2 separate regions of the Mus musculus genome follow, and region 1 is linked to region 2. Evidence: chromatin contacts called from public Hi-C data. All regions are on one chromosome and are shown on one strand. The core of a region is the stretch at or near the end of the contact, and the rest is flanking DNA. Distances in the headings are between cores, read along the strand shown. Region 1 holds the start of Neurod2 (neurogenic differentiation 2). Region 2 has its middle 5.4 kb from the start of Gm31194.

What was found. A called contact is a pair of places that touch in the nucleus more often than the background predicts.
Region 1: a Hi-C map of brain shows a contact between it and region 2, with 2.7 times the contacts expected there. The contact joins the promoter of Neurod2 here to the enhancer-like site in region 2. A contact is called at or near these places in 5 of 39 promoter capture datasets (embryonic stem cells, epiblast stem cells, frontonasal cranial neural crest and 2 more), 1 of 15 datasets of contacts at CTCF or cohesin (CD8 T cells), 22 of 484 Hi-C or Micro-C datasets (3T3-L1-derived adipocytes, the C10 cell line, the G1E-ER4 cell line and 15 more), 17 of 115 datasets of contacts at active chromatin or transcription factors (the 230-238 cell line, a beta-TC-6 cell line, cardiomyocytes and 9 more) and 3 of 9 other capture datasets (adipose tissue, liver and pancreatic islet).

Annotation. Positions count from the first base shown.
Region 1 is chr11:98,328,162-98,333,244 of GRCm38.p6, reverse strand. It overlaps Neurod2 (neurogenic differentiation 2), which reads left to right and starts at 3,600. Exons shown (of 2, transcript NM_010895.3): 1 at 3,600-3,811; 2 at 4,904-5,083. The coding sequence starts at 4,909.
Region 2 is chr11:98,286,677-98,291,790 of GRCm38.p6, reverse strand. No RefSeq gene overlaps it. Among named protein-coding and RNA genes, the nearest start is that of Gm31194, 5.4 kb to the left of the region's middle. Within about 2 kb of position 1,765, at least 15 of the 459 cell types and tissues checked have an H3K27ac peak or open chromatin away from gene starts, as enhancers often do. A contact at or near this core is called in brain, cerebellar granule neurons, cortical neurons and 2 more, where this site is marked.

The DNA.
Region 1 (5,083 bases), core at 2,351-4,850, 40 kb before region 2:
GCAGGCCCACCCCACACCTCCCTCTGTTCCAGTTTCCCCCTGGTTTTTATTGTATCTTCTAAAAAAATAAAGTTGAAATGTGTCGAGTGAGAAAAACTTGTTCCATTTTTCTGAAGGAAGAAAAGAAGGGTCAGGAGACAGGCCCAGAGGGATCAAGTTCTCTGTACCCCAGGCTTGACCACCCAGCCCCCTACCTCAAGCCTTTCCCTATAGGAGCTTAAGGAGGCCGCTTAAATCTAGAGAGCAGACATGAGAGACAAGGGATAGAGGGATAGGTGGCCCTACAGCACGCGTTCTCTCTCTCTGACAAGGTTCTGCCTCACACCCAGAGGACCCCATCAGACCCCAGTGGGCTTAACCTAATTTTTGGTATGGGGAGGAGGCAGAGGCTATCTTTCTCTGTCAAGGAAGCATTCATCCACTTATTCATTCATACATTCACCCACTAATTTAACAACATTTTTGGATTCTTTGTAGACAAAACATTCTAATTGGAGATGAGCTATATGCAAGAGATTAATATTATAAAGCAAGTTACAAAGTGTCCTTTTTTGGTTTTGTTTTTTTTCCAGAGAGGGTTTCTCTGTGTAGCCATGACTATCCTGGAACTCATTCTGTAGACCAGGCTAGCCTCAAATTCACAGAGATCTTCCTGCCTCTGCCTTTCTGAGTGCTGGGACGCACAGCCCAGGGGCTAAAGGAGAGAAAGTGTCGGCCACCACTGTCCTGCACGGTGTCTTAATAATAATAAAACATGTTGGACTGGAGAGATGGCTGTTCTTCCAGAAGTCCTGAGTTCAATTCCCAGCAACCAGATAGTGACTCCCAACCATCTATCCTGGGTTCTGATGCCCCCTTCTGGCATGTAGGTGCACATGCAAATAGAGCACTCATACATTAAACAAACAAATCTTTAAAATAAATAAATAAAAGCTGGTATGTATTGGGAGAGTGTTTTATTATTGGCCCTATGCTAAACTCATTAACCTATCATGCTACTTAGTGTCAACCAGCAAGCAGCCCTATAAAGCAAGCAGACTACCACTTATAGATAGGGAAACCAAGGCTGAGAAGACTATCTCAAAGTTCCTTTGTTTGTGCTGGGATTCAAACCCAGGGCTTTGGGCTCTTGAGGCAAGCACCCTACCTTGGAGCTAAATCCCCAGTCTAGAATTCAGCATTGTCTTTTACAATGTGGTAGTGCATGTCTTTAATCCCAGCACTCTGAAGGCAAAAGTGAGTTCAGGTGCCACTCTGGTCTACATAGTGATTTCCAAGATAGCCAAGAATACTTAGTGAGACCCCATTTCAAAAACAAAACAAGATGAAAACCAGGTGAACAGAGTAGACCAAGAATCAGAACTCATATTATGCACGTGAGTGTGTGCATGCATGTGTGTGTGTGTGTGTGTGTGTGTGTGTGTGCGCGCGCGCTGTGAGTGTGTGTGTGTGTGTGTGTGTGTGTGTGTGTGTGTGTGTGTTCAAAACACCTCACAGCCCAGGGGCTAGAGGAGACAGAGTCATGAACGCCCTTGAAATTATACCCCAAACTGGAAGTGTCCTGGCAAGCCAGCCCCCAACCCAGTAGTGCCCCTGGTTTTGCTTTTGCCTCTGCCAAGATTCCATCCACAGTGTCAGGCTATGTGACTTAGATGGGCTCTGACTTCCTAGTTGCAGAGCCTATAAAGGTCTTCTTGTCCTTGGTGACCACCAAGGCAACTGGGTTGGTGAAGGGGTCCTGGGTTCTAGTCTCAGCTTGCTCCCCTCCTCCTCCCCCTGGGTACCTAGCTATATCCATTTCCCTGCACTGCCTCTGTGGAAGGAAGAGGAAGTGCCTGGCCTTTGGACCTTCTTTCAGCCCCTGACCTCCAAGTGTCCAAGCTTCATACCGACTTTCTCAAGGCCTTTCAAGCCAGCATGTGTCTCTGTGGAGCACCTTGTTCATTCTGAACGTCGAATTCTTGTCTTATCAGCCCAAGACTCCCTTGAGAAGGGTTCTCCAGGTAAGACCAGAGGGCATCCACTTGGACTAAGGGATGTGGTGCGGTCTTCCTTTTGTCTGTGTGGTTCTGTGCTTGCTATGTGGCTGGCTGGCATCTGAATATGTGAGCCAAGGTTGTTGGGTGTGCACAGGTAGGTCAAGGGAGAGACAAGAAATTTGGGCCTGAAGACAGCACCTGCCTGAGTCCAGTGTGGTCAAGGGTCTCTACCCCTGACTGCAAGTACTTGTCTCTCACACAGGTTAACTCTGAACAGGGGTGTGTTTCCATTTTCTCCACCACAGAGTGAGGAACTGGTGGGAAGGTGGGTGTGTCGGAAGCTCCTCCCTTTAACCTGTACCATTTGCATCTGTGTCTGGCAGGATAGGAACCTTGCAAGGGGAACTGTAAAATAAAGCATCCATTTCCTACCTCCCTCAGCAAGACACCTGTCTGGTCTTCTCCTCTCTGGCCTCTCCTGTGACTGATGGGGTCAGCCTCTGTGGCTTTTGTATTTTCTGCAGAGAGGAAGAGTGCTGGGTCCTGTCTAAAAACTCTAAGCGGCCTGCAACCAGTCATACCCTTTCCTTCAGCTAACCAAATCAGAAGGCCAAAAGAGAGGCATTGGTGGATGGCCTACCTGGCAAGGATCAGGGGTGGTAAGGCCTCAGTGACTCAAGAAGGAGGAGGAAGAGGAGGAAGAGGGCTTCTGGGTTAGGAATCCAGATCTGTGCCCACCTTAACCCAGATAGGGACACATAGCTCATCTCCAAATCCCTCCCCACCCCACCCCACCATACATTTGCCCTTGACACCCAAGGAAAGATCTCCTGTGTGATGACTACACAGATAGACACACATGTCCCCACAGACACACACACACACACACACACACACACACACATGAGCACTCGCGTGCGCACGCACAACACGCCCATGCAGAGGCACAGACACCCAGGGAGGCAAATCTTTCCCTTTCTCTGTCTTTCCCTTGGTTTGAATTTTGTTCAGCCACATATGTTGTGTGTGCGTGAGGGTGGGTGGGGGAGGGGCAGACAGGGATGAGGAATGGCATGGTGCCAGCATCTACCTATGGGGCTTGGGCCAGGGATGCCCCCCACACCCACCCTGGAAGGAGCCTCAGCTGTCCCTTTGTGGTGGAGGGGATTCTCTTGGGGAGCGGCAGTAAGCACCGAGGTCCCTTCTCCACACCCCAGGGTCTGGTCCTGACCCACCTTAGGGACCTGGAGACAGGGAAATGGACAGATCAAGACCCTGGAGAGAGCCCTGAATTGGCCTGGCAACCACAAACCGCCAATTCCCAGACTTGCCACCCCATTGTTCCCATGTGGGGGGTTCTATATCTGAGGGGGGCAAATCCTCCCACCTCCCTCTCAATCTCTGCTTTTCCTGCGTTGGGCGGGGAGGGGAGGGCGGCAGAGATATTTATTTATTTCCTTTATTTATTTAATTTTTTTTTTTTTTTTTGGAGTAGAGAGTGACAGATGGCGGCGGGTCCCGGGGGAGCCGGCTCTCCCCCAATGCAGACGCATGCCAATCACCGTCTCTCATGTGATAGCTGCTGCCCGTGACGTGCCAAGCCCATATGGCCTGGCATAGAGGCTGGTACCCCGCCTGGTAGAGATGCCACACTCGCTCCGCGGCTCGCATGGCGCTCTGAAGACGCCGGCGCCCGCCGCCTTGAGGAACCGCTGCCCCCGCTCCCTGAAGATGGGGGAACAATGAAATAAGCGAGAAGATTCCTCTTCTCCCCCCTCTCTCTCTTGCCCCCTCCCCCCTCCCCTCCCCTCTCCCCTTGACTCCTCTCTGAGGTAAGTTGTCCGAGAGGGAGCTAGATCTGACCTGCTATTAGTGGTGGGGGGGCGCTGCTTCGGACATGGAAGTCCCCCCCAGTTCTCCTATTCCTGGGACCCTACCCCCTTACGGGATGGGCAGCGGGGGCGCCCCGTGTTCTCTCTCCCATTGGGGCCGCAGCTTAAGGGGCTGCGGAAGGAGATGGTATGCCTAGGATGGGCTGAGGGGGAAGGGTCATGAGGCACTCGAAGAAGCGAAGATGGGACCCCCCCCATGACTGTCCCGAAGGAACCTGTGACCTTTTCCCACCACCAAAAAAGATAAGCAAACAAATAAATTTGGATTTTTCCCCAAGGATCTCAAAATACAACGAGATCTGTAGAGACGTGTGGGAGGGAGGGAGTTTGAAGAGGGGAAGAGGGTCCCTGACCGCAAGGGAGACGAACAGGGTTCGCTTTTGGGTCTCCTCCCCACGCCCGGCTTCTTCAGTCCCCGCACCCGGAGCCCGCTCCGGGAGACCCGTAAGCAGCAGCTAGAGAGGAGACGGTGCTCCGGTGTCTAGAATTGGGGCTGCGGGGGTGGGGGCCCGGCCGGGGGCGGCGCGCGGCCAACTTGCAAATTGGATTAGGGAGCTTGGGGGTGAGAGGCACCGGAGGGCTTGGGGAGCCAGGCCGAGGGGCCGGACCGTGGAGAGGAGGAACCGGGGCAGCGTCCCCACGGCGGCCGCCCAGCTTCTCTCCGTCACCGGGAGAGAGCTGGCTTTCGGGCGAGAGCACCGCCTCCCCGGGAAGATGGACCTGGTCCCTTAACCCCCCACCTGGTCAAGCTCTCTGGGACCCCGACACCGGCCGAGAGCAGCTTCCTTCCGGGCCAGGGGCGGAGCAGGAGCCCGGATCTCGGGCAAGGGCCTGGGCCGCGGTCCCCCACTGGCAGCCGGGCAGGGCTGGGCCGGCTCTGGGCGGGGCAGCAGGACGTAGTGGGCATCGGGGGCCCCTGAGCTGGGGCGCTCACGGAGACTTGGGGGGTGGAGGCGGGTTGGGGGGTCGTGGTGACCCCGGCGCGCCCCTCACTCTGTGCTGTCTGTCTCCCCGCCCCCGGGGCGCCCTCAGGCACCATGCTGACCCGCCTGTTCAGCGAGCCCGGCCTCCTCTCGGACGTGCCCAAGTTCGCCAGCTGGGGCGACGGCGACGACGACGAGCCGAGGAGCGACAAGGGCGACGCGCCGCCGCAGCCTCCTCCTGCTCCCGGGTCGGGGGCTCCAGGACCCGCCCGGGCCGCCAAGCCAGTGT
Region 2 (5,114 bases), core at 516-3,015:
GGAATCACCCCTCCCCTTGCATTCCACTATGCCCTAAATCAGGGAACCCCCAGATTGTCAGCACTAGAAAGAAGCCTTAGACACCATCCAGTATCATCTTGCCATTTCACACGTAAGGAAACTGAGGCCTCAGAAAGGCAATTGAGTCCACGCAGAACACAGCCTTACTGTATCTGAGTCGTCCCAGGTCTTGGGGTTTTCAGATACTGCCTGGAAGTTCCTTTACAGTCTACTTCCAAAAAAGCATAGGCCCAGTAGCCTTAAAACAAAGAGTATGCTATTTGCATATTATTTACATGTTGCTAATTAGATCAATTAAGCTCCTCCCATTCACATCCTCCTTCGCTCACATGGAGCTGTTCTCATCCAGTTTCTTGACCTTAATACCTCCAGCCCAGACCCCCACTTGAGTTCCCCAACTCATCTCCTCCATTAAGGGTTTGCTCTTGCTGGGTGGTCTTTAGCATATCTTGATGAAGGATATTGGAATAACTTCTAAGAGAATGAGAAATGAGAGGCTTTCCAGTTCATGGTTTTCTCAGGGACTGGGAACAGAAAAGTCTTTCTCCCTATAGCCCAGGAGTCGTCTAAGTAGGACCATGAGAGTGGAGGGGACTGCCCCTCAGGGACCTGGAGGGCAGATGCCAGCTGCATGCCCCAGGCCTGCCCCAAGCACCTTGGCTGGCAGCCACACTAGTCCTTGGAGGAGCCAGAATCTTCTTCAGGGGAGGAAGAATCTCAGAGAAGGTTGGGAGCATCTCTTGGCTTAGCAGTGTAGAGTCAGGTTGAGGCCACCAAGTGAATTGTAACAGAAGCTTTGCTGGGTACAGCATATCCAGAGTCCTGAGGTGCCTAACAACCTAGAAAACCGTGAAAGCTTTCAAACATGGTGTCTCACGGCCTTGTACGCAATGCCTCTTGATAATAAAGGTCTACCTGTAAGAGGAGGAATTCACTGGGATATAAGCTCTGTTGATGTCATCTTCATAGAACCTGAGACACGGTTCAGACTAGCAGTTGGCAAAAGCTGGCTTGCTCTGCGTTACGATGGTGATGGCCCAGGCATGTGAAGAAAGACTGCTGCCCCAAGTGTGAGTGACTTCCTTCCACGCAGGGGTGAGGGTGAACTGTGTGGATTCAGGCTGTGTTGGCCTCAGCAAGCATCCTAACCAACCTGCGTGTACAGCGATATGTACACATCTTAGAGTACACTGGTACATGTGGCCCATCTTCATGGAATCTTCTCCTCCTGTTTATCTCTCCCCCGTGGAGCAGGCCCTCTCGAGAGATGACGCCAGCTTCACCACCCCCAAGCCTGGTTCTTTAAGGGCAGAGTCCCTGCCTCCATCTGCCCGGAGGACTAAGCAATGAATTCCTTCTTGGTTCTAAGTGGGGGCGCCCAGCTCCATGACCCTAACATATTAATTCATCTGTCCTGGTAGCTCCCTCTTCCCCTAGCATATCTCACATCGCTACCTCTTCCAGTGTCCATATCAAAGGAAGGAGGGACTTGTGGGTATGGGAGGAGAAAGGGTAGGTCAGATACTGTTCCGGATTTTGCCTGGGTCCCCTCAGAGCACTGCTGCTCATTTAAAATTCCGATTTAAAGCCGAGCGGCTCTTTAAATTTCCACATTAGCATGCCGCCCTGGTGCCAGGCCAAGGTGTTGGGATGGATTTGGCAGGAACGCCTCCTCTGACAGCAGCAAGCAGCAGCATTTGCCAGCAATAAAACAACGCATGAATAAAAGAAGGACGCTTGGCAACAGCGGTAGCCCAGGTAGTTGGGTAAGCCCAGGAGAGGCTCTCATGTGCACCGGCTCAGAGGCACGCAGGCCTGTAAGGGCATGTGTAGGCCTCTGTGTCGTCTGTCTGGGTCCTCACCCACAATCTATGCCTGCAGTGGAATCCGGTGTGAGGGTCCAGGCAAGATCGAAGTTTCTCCCATGTGCCTTTTTCACCTCCCCTCAGCAGGGTTATCTTTTTTGGAGGGGGGACAGATGCTGCCTTTGATGAGGACACAAGGACTTGGCCTGCAGCCTGGTTGTCCTGTTTCATTAGAGACCCAGAGAACAAGTAGGGTCAGAGAGCAACACTGGACAGAATGGCTTCCAGATCCAGGACCCCAGATATTTGGGTACTAAAGGGGTACCATCAGATACCCCCCCTGGCTGAGAAGCTGCCGTGAGGGCTGAGTATTGAAACTGAGCTGGCTCAATTGGACTGCAAGGTTGGTAACTACATGTGTACAAGGTTAGGACTATGGAATGGCTAGGAACAGCAAGGACTATTGGGCTTGAACTCCCCACAGACAGGGGGATATTATTTGAGGTCAGACAGGCAGTGAAGGAGTCAGATAAAACCCTGGGCTGGTGACAGTAGACAACCTGTAGGTCTTCCTGCTTCCCAAGGTCTGGAAAGGGCAGTGGCACAGGACTTGGTGCTCCTGGATGCTGTGACCCTGTGCTCCGGTCACCTGGCAGAGGCTCTGCACTCAGCTCCCAGGAGTTTCAAGGAACAAGCAGCTCCCTTTTTTGTTAAATTGTCCATCCCTTCTTCATGGTTTAAGCAGTTTCCCCAAAGCCCAGAGAAAGAGGACAGAAGCAAACAGAGGGGTGGTGCCAGATGGTCTCTGGAGTCTTGGCTAATGCAGAAAAGAGGAATTTTCTTAGGGCACCCTATCCTGATAAACTCCCCTTCCATACACTCACTTGACTGATTTCGGTCCTCTACAGGGGGATGGGTGAGGTTATTCAGCCATCTGAGAACTCTGGGAGCAGGCAGGAGTGGCTATGGTCTGGCAGAGTGTGCCCAAGACAAGTGTTAGCTTTGTCCTGATGGCATCTCTAGGGCAAATGAGGTGCTCTGACCCCCCACCCCCACCCCCGGGACCCCACTTCTCAGTTCACACACTGGCATGCTCCAGCTCTGGGGTGAAGAAGTAGTTAATAGGTTAAATTTAGGCCAGAAATATATCTTTTATTATTCATTCGGCAAATACTTTCCAAATAACTGTTTTATGCTGGGCACTGTGCTAGGTACTGAGAACACATAGGTGAACACAAACTGCTCTTTTGAAACTTGTCATCAAAGCAAACAAAGACTGTCACTCAAATGGCTGGACAAAGGACTAGAGAGACAGCTCAGTGGTTGGGCATACATAGTGCCTTTGCAGAGGACTTGAATTCAAGTTCCCAGCACACATATCAAGGGAGGGGCTCACAGCTGATCAGTGAACTCCAGTTCCAGGGGATCTGATGACCCCTTCTGACTTCTGTGGATACCTGTCTGCATACATATAAACCCATACACATACACATAATTTTTAAAAATTCCAATGGTTGCGCAAACACATGGGAATTATGTGAAGACCTCAGAAAGCAGGACGTACAGCACCATGAAAAGCATAATGGGATGGGGCTGAGCTGCTGGAATGTCAGGAGTAAAGTCAGCATACAGAAGAGACAGAAGAAGACTGGTCTTGGGGAGGACAATTGGTTGCGGTACCACAAAAGCAGAGGCTAGGTGGCTACCTGTGTTGTGATCCTGAGGGCCCAAGACAAACCCCCGGCTCCTCCCTCCCTGGTTGAGTGCAGGTATGGAAATGCTCTGGCACCGTGCCTGCCTCACAGTTGGTGCTCTGTAATGTTAGTTCTTTTTCCCTTTCCCAAGCTGAGTTTCCCTCCAGGGACCCCGGGTTTCTAGAACAAAGATGCTTCACAGGTTTAGCCTCTTCTGTCAACTCAGGTCCTAAACCCTGGCCGTCTAGTTCTCAGAGAAAGGCCACACAGGTCCCCCACATTGATCCCATCACACGGGCACCCACCGAGAGGGACTTCCTTTGCATTGTACTTTCATGAAGGGTCTAGGTCTCAGGAGGCAAATGCTATCCTAAGCTCTTCTTCTGAGCCCGAGCCTGAGAAGAGAGACGGAATCCTCAGCAGCCACCAGGGCTGCCAAGGGTGAATCTGAGTGTCTTAGGTTGTGAGAGGGAGTAGTGAGGAGATGGAGGGGGCTGCTTACTAAGGCGGCATAGAGCCCAGAGCCTTTTCCACTGCAGACACCCCATCTGTCTCCCACAGAAGGCTCGGGTTGGAAGAGGTTTGGTGAAGGGGGGTTTGGTGGGCACAATTGCATGTCTGTGAGCTAGCATGGTGGCTAGCAAGGAAGTTAGTGGCCAGGGAAAGGAGCAGAGAGTCGTCTGTGTGTCTCTCTGAGAGAGGGACTGAGAGAGGACACCATTATGAATGTTGTATTAGTCACTTAGGCTAACCTTTGGACTAGAAGTCTAAGGTTGGGACTAGAAAGTAAGAAAGATAAAAAAAAGATACCACATAAGTCGGACTTGTTAGTACACCTTTAATCCCAGTGCTCGGGAGGCAGACTGCAGGCAGGTCTCTGTGAGTTTGAGGCTAGCCTGGTCTACAAAGAGTTCCAGGACAGCCAGGGCTGTTATACAGAGAAATCCTGTCTCAAATAAAACAAAAGAAACAAAAAATACAAAACAAGAACAAAAGGACACCATATGACCTTTTCAAGGTCCTGTTCGATTTGAATTACTACTGACCAGAAAGAAGGCAGAGCCACAGCCTGAATGTCAACAATGTAAGGAAGCTAGGCAGTTTGGAGGACTGTGGAAAGGGCTGTTCCTAAGCCCAGTGGGATCAATTCAATACATCACCCTCTTTCCAAAAACCAGGTCTTCTTCCTACCTTAAAATAATATTTAGGGGCTGGAGAGATGGCTCAGCGGTTAAGAGCACTGGCTGTTCTTTCACACATCCTGAGTTCAAATCCCAGCAACCACATGGTGGTTCACAACCATCTGCAATGGGATCCATTCTGGTGTGCATGAAAACGCATTCACATAAGATAAATAAATCTTTAAAAAATATTTAAATTAAATTTGTCCAATTCCAGGGTACTTTCTTTCATGTATCACTGTAATTGGTTCTGCTAAGGTCTAACAAGGTAAATGCTGCGCCATACAGATTTAGTGATGTTTAAAAGATTAAGTAGAATAACCCAGAACATAGGAGACTAGGAATGGGTGGACTCAAGCCTTAGCCTTAACTCCTTTTGGAGACAGGGCTTTGCTGTGAACCCTGCCTGGCCT